Regions from separate parts of the Columba livia genome. Here region 1 is linked to region 2. A link is a contact called in public Hi-C data. All regions are on one chromosome and are shown on one strand. Each heading gives the region's core, a stretch centred on a gene start, on an enhancer-like site or on the middle of the called end of the contact. The rest is flanking DNA. Distances are from core to core; before and after follow the strand shown.

Region 1 (5,438 bases), core at 278-2,777, 470 kb before region 2:
TAAAAATATATTTTTAAGTGTCAGTCTTGAAAAACAAGTATATCCTGAATGATTTAATCTGTTTCTCTACAGAGAGCTGATAGTGGTTGATCATACTGCTGTAAAGTTCAAGTCAACAAAATGTAGCTGAAAACACAGAATGGAATGCTGTGCTAAGAACCAAGAGGTGATCCTCAGCTTTGGTCCAAGATTTGGGAAAGGGAAATTATAAATTTAGCCTAATCCTTTCTTATTCTGTTGCCACAGCTAAATAACTTGGGTGTCATTAGCACAGTTGATACTTTTGTACTGATAGCTTTGGATCTACACTGAGCAGTGAACTGACTTGATGGAAACTCCTGGTGTGCAAACTGTGTCTCTGCATTTCAGTCTATTATTAGCTATTTCACAGGTGTATTGAACTTGTAATATATCACCATTACAGCTATTACAGACATCTGTATTAATTATAACAACTTTCCACTGGCAATCTTGGAAGGTAGATGATGCTAGCAGGCCTCTTCATCAGGATTATACTGTGAAGCCCTGTTAAGGTATTACAGAGATACAGCTGCAACTGCGATTTATTCAAACTTTACTTTTCTAACATTGCTTGTTATTTAACATTGGGTCCTATGGTATAAATTATCTATTGTGAAAATTCCTTTGTTTATGTGAAACTTTGCATGACCTTCTTCCTTGCTGTCTTTTCAGACATCTTTACAACCAAGCATATACTCAATTTCTGTATGCTTTTGGTTGTCTATCCTTGGATTTTGGTGAGATAGGAGAGAAACACACTTGGTTTGTATTTTTTTAGTGACTTGTAAATATTGGTGTGGGACATCAAGAATCAGCAAACTGATGGGTATGTACGCTGTCAATGACTTCTGAGCAAGTAACAGCCTTGTAGGAACCTTGCTGGTTGTGAAAGCTACACCTAGGTCTCACCTCAAAATCCAAACTAAGCCCCCCACGCTTTGACTACTTGAAGATACAGTGAGCTGGGAGCCTCCTCAGTTGTGGTGTGACGGTACAGCTTGTGGAAGACACAGGCCCTAGCATGTGATATGCATTAGGTTGGAGTGCAATGGAGCTCTGCGTGTTGAGATCGTGTAGTCTCTGTGGGCCGTACCCCAGGGGGCTGAAGATGAAAGCTGCAACAGTGTGAAGCTCTGCGTGGGCTGTGTTTGGCCCACAGGCTATGTTCACCATCCCTCATGTTCACTGGAATGTAGAACTTCCCAGCCTAATACAGATTGTGTTTGTCTTTTTTTTTTTTTTTTTAACTGTTTAACAAAATAGAACTTGTAATTTTTTGTCCCGAAGTGGGAGTCACTTAAAATGCATTAGTTGAGGCCAAAGGAATTTCCATTTCACCCATGGCTCACACTAGCCTGCATTCTAAGCTCTTCTATGTTGAGAAACCGCCAACTCATCTGCGAATGAACCGTCTTTACTGGTGTGATGTTGCTCAGATTTGATGCCAGGCATTCTCACTTTAAACTTGTACACAGTAACCCCGTGTATCCCTTGGGTCCACTTGTATACAAGTGTGAACTCCCTGCTTTGCTCTGTGCCTGCTTTGAATCTTGAGGCTGAATCAATAAACCATCGCAGAACTGATAAACCACAGCACTGATAAACTCAGCTTATCCTCTGTCCAATTTAAGTCCAAGGGGACTTAAATTCTGAATGAGTTTTACTTTTTAGAGAAATGAGTCAAGTGGTTGAGAAGAACCTTGCAGCTGGACAAGATAACCCCTCTAAATTAAACTGTAATGCACTGGGTATATGGATTACAGAGTGCAATGTCAAATAATTTTCAACAAGGGTTCAGACCATGAAGTTTGTCTCTGGTAGATTTCAGTTTCTTCAGCATACTGACAGTGGCTTCATCCTTACCCCCTGTTATCTTTAAAGGGTCTCTCTCCATATTTGTTAAAAAGTCCCTTTGAAGGTGGATGGGAATTCACTTTTAAAAGTCAGTGTTTGATACTCAAAATTTCTACTGTTTTTGGCAAAATATCTTGTCTCAGATGGAATATTCCATTCAAATCTGTAGGTGACAACGTACAGCTTGGGTTTAGCCGAATGTAAGCATCTGCCTGTCTCCTTATCTTCCAGACCAAAGAAAAGGAGACTTTCTTTTCCTTGTTCTTACAGAAAGCATCTACGAAGGTGATGAGGCATGAAGAGCAATTGTAATACAAAACTGACTTAATGTGGGGTTATGAGAATGACCCAGATGCCATGGAGGAAGGAAAACTGGATGTGTGCAGCAGCTCTGCCTTGGCTGGCCTTGTGGCCTTAATGACTTGGTGATCTAGGGGGTGGAGGGAGGATTCTTCCTGTGCTTTTTCTCCTGGAACTTTGCTGATCAATAGACTTTCCAATAGTTACGCGATGGAATGGCAAAAATGGTCCTGTTGCCTAAGAAATGTCTCTGGTGGCAAAGTTTTTAAAGGTCTGGGAGTTTCCCTATTGTATTTAATGGGGCCTTTGGCTCATAAACACATTAAACAAAGAAACAATAGATCCCTAGGGGAGTTTTAAAAGCTGAAGTGCAGGAACTTTAATAATATTATGAGGACCTAATATGTCTTATGTGGGAACTTAATTCTGAGGCAAGAATTATGAAAAGAATGTTCGAAGTGAAGATTTAATTACATGATTTATTGTTAATCATTCATTATTATATATACAGTGCCAGGGGCACTCCTGGTGCTTTATAGATGATTACAGAATAGCAATTCCCAGATCAAAGATCTTGATCATGCAATCTTTATTCGTGTAAATATTCCCCATGGTGCCTGATCTTGTTCCATGTTAAAACTCAATAATCCCCCCCAACACAGCCCATCACAGACAATTAAAAGAACTTCAGCAAGAGAATGCTGATTAATTATCCTCCCCAGAACACTGAATATTTTGGTCCTGTATATTGTATGGATAAAAGATATCTATTGTGTTTTAGCAAACCTCACATTTTTCTGCAGCTTTAATTCTTAATTACAGTGTCAGCAAGCATTAAGATTATTGCCATGATAGAAGCGGCTTATTTCTGGAAGAAGAAAGTCCACTGGCTTGCCCCCATATGTTTCAGACCCTGTTGAGTTAATGGAACCAATTTACTTGCATGTAATTGTTCCCTCAGTGACCAGTATAGAAAGTTTCACCTTCTAAGACAGATGCTGGATGTGAAGTACTCCTGTGAGCTACGCAGATGCTGAAATCTCCATTTGCAAAAGGTTCCGCTTTTCTTTGTTTCGTCCTGTGATGCTTTGCACTCCACTGGAAATGCCACCGATGAGCAATGCACTTAAATGGTTTTCTTCCTCAGCTGCAATGGCTGTGGTTTAGCAGGGGTTGCTGGAGGCAGGCACAGAAGCGAACGCAGCTTGTGCAGCCGTCTTTTGGCTTCTGTCTTTGGGACACAACGGCTCTGGTGGAGAGAAATGGAGGCGATTGTGCGCAGAAGGCAAAGGAGGCTTTTTTCCCCTCCATCTGTTACAGGATTTTAATGGAGCTTTTTACAGCATGCTGTCCCATCACTCGAAAAGCAGTGCCACGTAGCACAGAGAAAGGTATTCTGGCCAGCAGTGTGTGATGATCCACATTCTGAAGATTCCAGTGTAGTGATCAGGATTCAGATTCCTATCTGAATATCGTCTGTCTAGACAGTGGGTAGGGAGTATTGCTAGAGGAGGCGGTTTGGATGATAACCGGTGTTGCCTGCTCTTGAAAACACTTTTTCTTTCAAGGTTGTGTTTAGTCATTAAGATTAAAACAGCCCAAGGTGTCATGTAATTAACGAGGATGTTAATGAAGTCTGATACTTGGTGCAGGAATGAGCATTGCTGGATGGCACTGACCAGTTTTGTGTTTACCACTAATGATAGCGAAGGGCTTTTTTGTATTGACTCCATTTAGAAACTTAGTGCCACAAGATGGTGTGGACGTTGGAAGCTGATGTAGGTTGAAAATGGGGCTAGTGTAATTTATGGAAGGTTTGTATACCAGTCAGTTTGTGACTGGTATACACAACAGTTCAGATGGGATCTCTCAGTTATAAACTGTTGATTGCTGGAGAGTAAGGATGTCCCTGGGGAAGAATTGCTCTACATACACACCCTGTTTCTTATACTCCTTACCGTACTGTTGAGAACAATGCACTGGGCTATAGGGAGCTGTCAGCTGCCTCGGCGTGATTGTTCTTACATTCTCATGTGTTCCAGGCTCTTGGAAACTTCTCATTTCTGACCCTAATCATGTGGCTCACAGTATTATTAATTCTCCTTGTATTGTCCTCATAGCCACACAACCCCTTCTGAACTGCCTTAGTGTGCCCAGGGTTGAATTCTCAAGAACGGGCAGGTCTGTAGTTGCCACCAATTCTACAGGTAGAATTCTGACTCTCCTTTAGAGGGACTGGAGTCATGGATCCCTTGGACATTGCTCAGATCCAGCAGCAAACAAATGCTGAGTGACTGACCTTCCCAGTTCCCCTTCAGCTCTCTCCTAAATGCTTTGGCAATAGCAGTTTTGATGTGCAACGTTGAAGTATGGCCATGATATAATTTACTCAAGGTACAAGTGAAGGAGTTGTGAACCAGATTTAGGATTATTTAGACACAGAAGGTCCAGTTCCTGGCTAAATAATACCATAGCACTTTTGAAGGGTTTCTAAACCACGTAATATTATATTAAGGATCAGCTTTACAGTCACAGGCAGGTTTGGCTGTCAGCAGCAGACATCCCCCTGCCTTCCCCTCTGTCTTCCCCCTTTTCTTTCCTGGAGTGATCGCGTTTCCCAGACTAACATATTAGCGAAGACTGCAGCTAATTTTAGTTTACATGAATAAAACAAGCTATATTACATGGTAACTGAATAGGGCTACGTATACCATTCAATCCTCCTTGGGAGACCAGTGAACTCTGGCATAAAAATGGTGTAAACAGATGGGAATGATAACTGCTTCAGCTCCTGCAGTGACATCCACCTCTGGTCATAAACCAGAGGCCTTATGGTGCAAAATCATTTGGGAGTGGGACAGACTCACCCCGTAGGTCCCATCTGAACAGCTGTGGTATTCATGTCTAGTTGGAAGGTCCCTGAATGTGCTAATTTTTGTTAATTATTCTAGTGCGTTTTCTGGTAGTGTTTGGAAGCACAGAGGGAGACAGGATTCTGTTGTGTTAGGTGCTGTGCTGTCATAGAATCATAGACATCATGTTTCATCATGTTTCTGGTTTTAGTCTGTCTTTTGTTCAGCGAGGAGCATCAAAACAAAAATGGAAATTAAAGGTAAGATACTACTGATCGGAATTGTTGTAGCTCAGCTGAAAATAGTGGGCATTCTCAGGTTCAGGTTTTTCCCAAAGATACATTTTCCCAGAGACTGAAAACATTCTCTTCACTTTTAAAAATAACTTTAGACATGTTTTTTATCTGTAAT
Region 2 (6,049 bases), core at 832-3,331:
ATGCCAACAAGGCAGATATAACTTGTTCTGAATAAGAAAAACCAGAAGTCAGTATTTCTTCATAGACTGGTTGGAAGTTGGTTTGCAAAACTAAAATCTGAACTGAACCCTGCAGAGATTTCTTGGCAATGTTGTACATGATGTGAAACCTTCTGTAGCATCCAGTTAAACCTCAGACCATATTTGATAACACTGCAGCACCACAATAACATCACCAAATACCTTCTCTGTTACCCTTGCAGAGTTATATGCTGTAATACAACCATCAAACTGGTCACCTCGGGGAAAGGGGAAAGAAGTTCCATACAAACTCAGCATGTCCTTTAGCAGGTACATACCTCCTCCTCCTCCTCTACACAGCACATCAGCTCAAGCCTGCAAGAATTATTCCTCTAGATAAACCGTTCTGTGATTAACTAAATGGTAATTTCCAAAGACCAACTACCACTGAGCCAGCCATGGAAATAAATACAATGTCACTAAGGGAAATGCCCAGTGTTTCTGAAGGGCTGCACAGCAGCCACAGGCTCACTGCAGCACTAGGACTGGAGTCAGAGAGAGGGAAACTGAGGCATTACATAGCCCGAGGGACAAGAGCCAGTACAGACAGATGGAGTCACAAGGAAAATAACCTGGCAAACACATTAACCCAGGACAGCAGGAGCTCACTGGTGTAAATGACTTATAAGGCCCCTAAAGCCACCCCAGTCCAGCAGTGCCAGAGCATCCCTATGAGCTGCAGTGGTACAAACCCTGCACCACAACAGGGCTGAATTCACACCAACAGGTCTCTGTATGTCGAACACAGGATCAATTTACTCTTCAACTGGATAAGATTTTTAACAGCTCTGTCTCAGGTGAATGGAGTCTCTGTGTGGAAGCTGTGGTCCCAGAGGAGTCAAACATCAGAAGCAGGTGGTGTTCTCCCACAGAAGCAGGGTAAGAAAGACTCAGCAGCTTAACTCTGTCCTGACACCTTACAGGGCATTTAACACCACACTTTCTCTCCATGTTTATTAACCAGCAGGAACAGAAAACTCCCTGATTTTCACTTTACTCACACCAAACAATGCAACAGTGCCGCTTCAGATATTGTGTGTGATCTAGAGAGGCGGTCAGGGGAAGGGATGCAAAAGAAGAAACTGCTGTTAACCACATGCACACACAGAGTTGAGGTTAATGAGACACACATTCCCGCTCACTTCTGCCCATCCCAGATCAGCTGCTCCACCTGAGTCTTAAGGGAGCACAGAAGAACCTCACTTCAGAGACAAAGTTTCCCCACCACTCTAAACCCAGGAGCCGGCGCGGAAGGTTTAAGCCCCGCTTTCACTGTGCCACCTCGTGGATGTTTCTCCTGACTTTTATGATCTGCAGATCCAACGTTTATTTAACATCACACTCTTGAGCATGTAAACAAAATAATTCACAGCCACTGTGAGCACCAGAAAGCAGCACAATAGGAATCAGATTACTGCGACATGCAATTCACGAACCTTTTGATCCCCAGTTACAGCTGGGCACTGGGAAAAAATACCAGGTGAAAGCAGCAGCACCAACAGCTTTAGAAAGTTGGAGCTCAGACGCTGCAAGCCCCTCTACACATCCAGCGAGGACCGCGCAGCCACCTCTCGCCCAGACTTGCCCCCACCACTTAGAGAAGAAAAAACAAGCAGAGCCCAAGCGAGCCGGAGAATGGAAGGACAGATTTGCTGCAGAGAAGTTTACCGGTACCAAGAGCATCCCCACTCCAGCCCCTTCATTCGCAGAGCTCCCTGGTATCTCCCTTCCAGGAAGACCCTTTCCCCACCACCAAAAAAAAAAAAAAAAAAAAAAAAAAAAAGCAGCGAGGTGGAGGGGAAGATCCAAGCATCCCCGTGCACCTCCCGCCCTCCTCCCCCCGGCCGCACTCACCGTCCTCCTGCATCCTCTGCAGGCACAGGGCGAGGCTCTTCCTCCAGCCCGGCATGGCGGCGGGGGCAGCGCTGCCGCCCCCCGGGGCAGCGGCGCGGCTGAAGGGGCCCGGGGGGGCTGACGGGAGCGGCGCTGCCGATCGCGGCCGCGCTCCCCGGCGCTTTATTGCCGGGCGGTGCGTGCGGCGGCGGCGGGGCCGGGCGGGGCGGGGGAGCGGTGCTGCCCGCCCCCGCCTGCGCACACACGGCCCCGGGGCGCTCCCAAAGCGGGGCGGGGGGTGCTGAGAAGAAATTATGCGCATATATATTTTATATATTTTTCCCCCAGTGGGGTCTGCTTAGGTAGCGCGGGCCCCGCCTGCTGCCAGACAGCGGGGACTGACCCGCACCGGCGTTTCTGCGGTTCCCAAATCACCAGCTGATGGTGAATAAATGCATGCACGGGAAGGGTATGGAAAACGCACTATTCATATTCTACATTCCCTTTACAGCTTTAACCTGGTGCCTTTTCCCTTTAATGAGCAGCAGCTGCCTTGTAGTCCTAACACAGGTGTGTTCATTGAGGCGTGTATTTATTCCAAAGTTGCATTCACTGGTAAATAAAAGTTGCACAGCAGTTTGGCTGATCTATTGCATCTTTTTCACCACCACTTGCAAGCAGGTGAAGCACAGGAGAGACTGAAAAGCATCTTTGTCATCTCATAATATTCCAGAGGTTTTCAATGCTTTTACATTTTACAAAGGAGATGTTTATTGCATATGCCAGGGTATTCATGTTTTTAATTTCCTGGGGGAAATATATCTCTGCAGTGACGAGCAGTTTTGTTTGTTCTTCATTAGGTGTCTTATTAGTTGGCTGGTAGGTCTCACTCTGGGTCTCTACCTCCCTTTGTGAGAGTGATAATATTATGTGTAACAACTGCTGTAATCTAAAATATTATGGATCAAGCTCTCTTTGGAATAGCATGAGCTAGTTCCAGTTTCAGAAGGCACTGATGCTGCCAGGGTTGGACAGGGCAGCTGCAATGCCAAAGGAAGAAATCCATCCAGATCCATCCATATGGACTTCAGCTTAATTTTCAAACCAATTTTTCTGTCCCAACCTGAATGAAAAGCAGTTGCCACAGGACAGTGGAGCAGCATAGGGGCAGCAGCCTCGCCCTCTGTGCTCTGCCCACAGCTTGTGTCTGAGAAGCATTTGCCATTTCGGGTGCTGGCAGCCAGGTCTGCAGGGCAGCAGGAGCCTGGAAACCTCTGCAGTGCCTGGGGAAAACTGAAGTGGCTCAACCCAAAGGCACTTGGGAGAGGGTCCACTTGAAATAACCTCTTGCAGCTCTGTGCACATCAAAGGGAGAAAACAAGTTTCTGCAGAAAGGGGCTGAAAGCGAAAACCTACCAAAATCCAAGGCTTTGGAGGAGTATGAGAGGATGAGGATCCTAAGGTACTTGAGTTAAAGACCTATGGTTAAATTAGCTGACTATTTTTTTTTTTCCCACTCACAGGTTCTTGAAGAGCAATGTGGAAAGGTTGGTTTGAAGTTACTGATATCAGTAGCGTGTTTTCCCAGTGAGTTAAACTGAGATGATCATAAACTCATGAGAACAGCCTTCTTCATTGGAGTGTAAGAATCTGCAACGCTGCAGAGGGCAGACATGCAGCAGCACGCAGCTCCTGAGAACTGCATGAGAGTTTCCCATCACAGAGCACAGCTACAGCTCTGGCCCTGCCTGTCCCCCAGCAGCAGCACAGAAAAATTCGGAGTAGAAACATGTATGGATTGACTACACACACAGCTGCAGCTTCTTGAAGAGCTCCTTTCTTTACACTTTTCTGTAGCTTGCTCCTCATGGGGAAACACAGCCCTCCGCAATTTCATTGCAAATGTACCCGGTTTGTTTGGGACACTCGAGAAATCACAACTCCATAGCTGGATTTGATCAGGGCAACTTCTAGGAAGTTGGTGATATGCACCAAATATTTTAGCTGACAGCAAAACTCAGGAGCTTTTAAGAGAAGGACTAATCTGAAGTCAGCATACATCCTGGTAGCAGGAGATGATGCTGGTTCAGTAGTTAAAACCCAGCACACGGAGACAAGTGGTGTTGAATTATATGACTGACTCAACCACCCACACAGGCAAATCACCTGCCCTTTCTGTGCCTTAGTTTCCTCGGCTGTTAATTTGTAATTGCTTGATGATATTCAGATTCTGGGTATTAGAAAAGGATTCCCAGAAAAGTGATTGTTATTGATCTAACACTGCTCTCAGGAAAAGTAATGAGAGTCTGAGGAAAACGTGACATAGGAAGGGGCTTTTAAAAGTAAGGTCAAATCTACACTTTTTGTACCTAAAAAGCTCATCTATTTTTGCCATTTACACTGGCTGATCTCATAAAAGACTCTCTCCCTTAAATCTCTTCAGACTATAGTGGCTACAGCAGCACTACTTTTAAAGGACACTGGTGCCCCAGAAATAATTAAACATGAAAACAGCAAACACATTACTAGTTGAAAACATAGCTCAGGGCTTCGAACAATTGAATTTGACACATACGTTTTTGTAGAAAGAGCTAAAGCTAATATGGTGAGATTTTCTCAAGCACTGCATGTTAGCCTAACTTCAGTACTCGGATGGGAAACTGTGTTAGACAAAACAAAACATAGCTAAAAATACTGGTAGTGAATTCATAAGCAGGATCAGTATAAGACATGCTATGGGACACTTTTGGAGGGGAGTCATGGAAGGGATATTTCAAGAAGCAGAAAATCCATAGGAAACCTCACAAGTGAATATCCATGTCCCTGAGCAATGTCTAATCTTTCTGTATGCCTAAAATATCCAGCCGTAGGATTTTAGGCACCACGGTGACATGGATACTGCCACAACTTCAGAAAGTGCTGCTGTCCTCCCAGCCTGTAGAAATGGTTGTCAAACCAAATTTGTGAGGCAGAGATTCCTCTTAGGCCACATGCCCTGGGACAGGGCGACCGGTTTTGATCAACTGGTGACTTAACCATGCCCTGTCCATTGACTGTTTCTCTAGCTGGGGGTCCTTGCCCTGCTGAGGAACACACACAAAGTACAGCACGACTGAAGTCCCAGCTGGTTGTAAGTTGGGTAAAAGGTGAGGTGTCTGCACTGCAGCGCCTGCAGCCTAAACGGGCATCACAGCTCAGAACAAAAAGCAAATTTTCTGTGCATGTGTATTGGGGTATCTCTCTAGGGCTGAAGGGATGACAGTAAGTCTTGAGTTGCAGGTTTGCTCTTAATGGGTTTGTAGAAAACATAGTCTCTGTAGTCCTGGGTAGCTTCAAGTTGTGCAGCTCCCTCCCAGCAGCTCCTTGGCACAAGAGAGAGTTGGATCCACTGTGCTTTAAATACCTCCACAGCTGTAGGAAGAAAAGACGAAAGTTTTCCAGTCTCAGGAGCTGGCTACTGAGCAAACACTCAGGTCTGTCAGCAAGGATGCAAGTCAGGCCTTTCATATCAGATGAATCTCACACTTTTTAGCTTTTTAGCTTCCCCTTTGTCCTTGATCTGTTTGCCTCCAGACATCTCCAGCAAATTCTCCTGTCATGTGCTCCCTCACCTTGAAGGTCACTCCATCATCCCACAGTGAGAATGAGGTGACTCCCTGCAACCAGGAGCATTAGTGAAAGGAGACAATCTTCGCTTTCAGCCCCAAACAAAGTGATTGAAGAGTTCCCCTCTTGCCGTTTCTGAGTCGGTGTGGATGTGGCACTTGGAAGACCCTTAGGAGTGGTGTTCTGGCCTCGCACCATTCCCAGCAGCATGAGTGACAATGTACCACTGGTGAGGTGGCAGCCTCCAGGCCACACCATTTCAACAGTGATCTGGAGGCATCACAAAACCCTCTGCAGAAACAGAGAGGACTGTGGGCTTTCCCCTCCCATATTGACCTACTGCTGCTCCCTGGCAGCATTCAACAGCTAAAATCAAGTCAGAAATTACTTTGACCTATGTAACCTTGCACAAAGGAAATCTGTTTAGGTATCTAGAATAATATTTTCCTTTTTCTTTCCCACTCCTGGAGTAAAAGATATGTTTGTACCAGGGCTTGGCTAAGTTGCTGAGTGTTGAAGCAGTGCACCCTGTATCCGTACAGCTGTACCT

The links. A called contact is a pair of places that touch in the nucleus more often than the background predicts.
Region 1: a contact with region 2 is called in a Hi-C map of liver, with 2.7 times the contacts expected there. The contact joins the enhancer-like site here to the promoter of GRIP2 in region 2. A contact is called at or near these places in 2 of 2 Hi-C or Micro-C datasets (crop and liver).

The regions. Positions count from the first base shown.
Region 1 is chr10:19,006,265-19,011,702 of bColLiv1.pat.W.v2, reverse strand. No RefSeq gene overlaps it. Among named protein-coding and RNA genes, the nearest start is that of XPC, 14 kb to the left of the region's middle. Within about 2 kb of position 1,527, at least 1 of the 3 cell types and tissues checked has an H3K27ac peak away from gene starts, as active enhancers do.
Region 2 is chr10:18,536,989-18,543,037 of bColLiv1.pat.W.v2, reverse strand. GRIP2 (glutamate receptor interacting protein 2) reads right to left here and starts at 2,081. Exons shown (of 23, transcript XM_065075604.1): 1 at 1,915-2,081. The coding sequence starts at 1,969.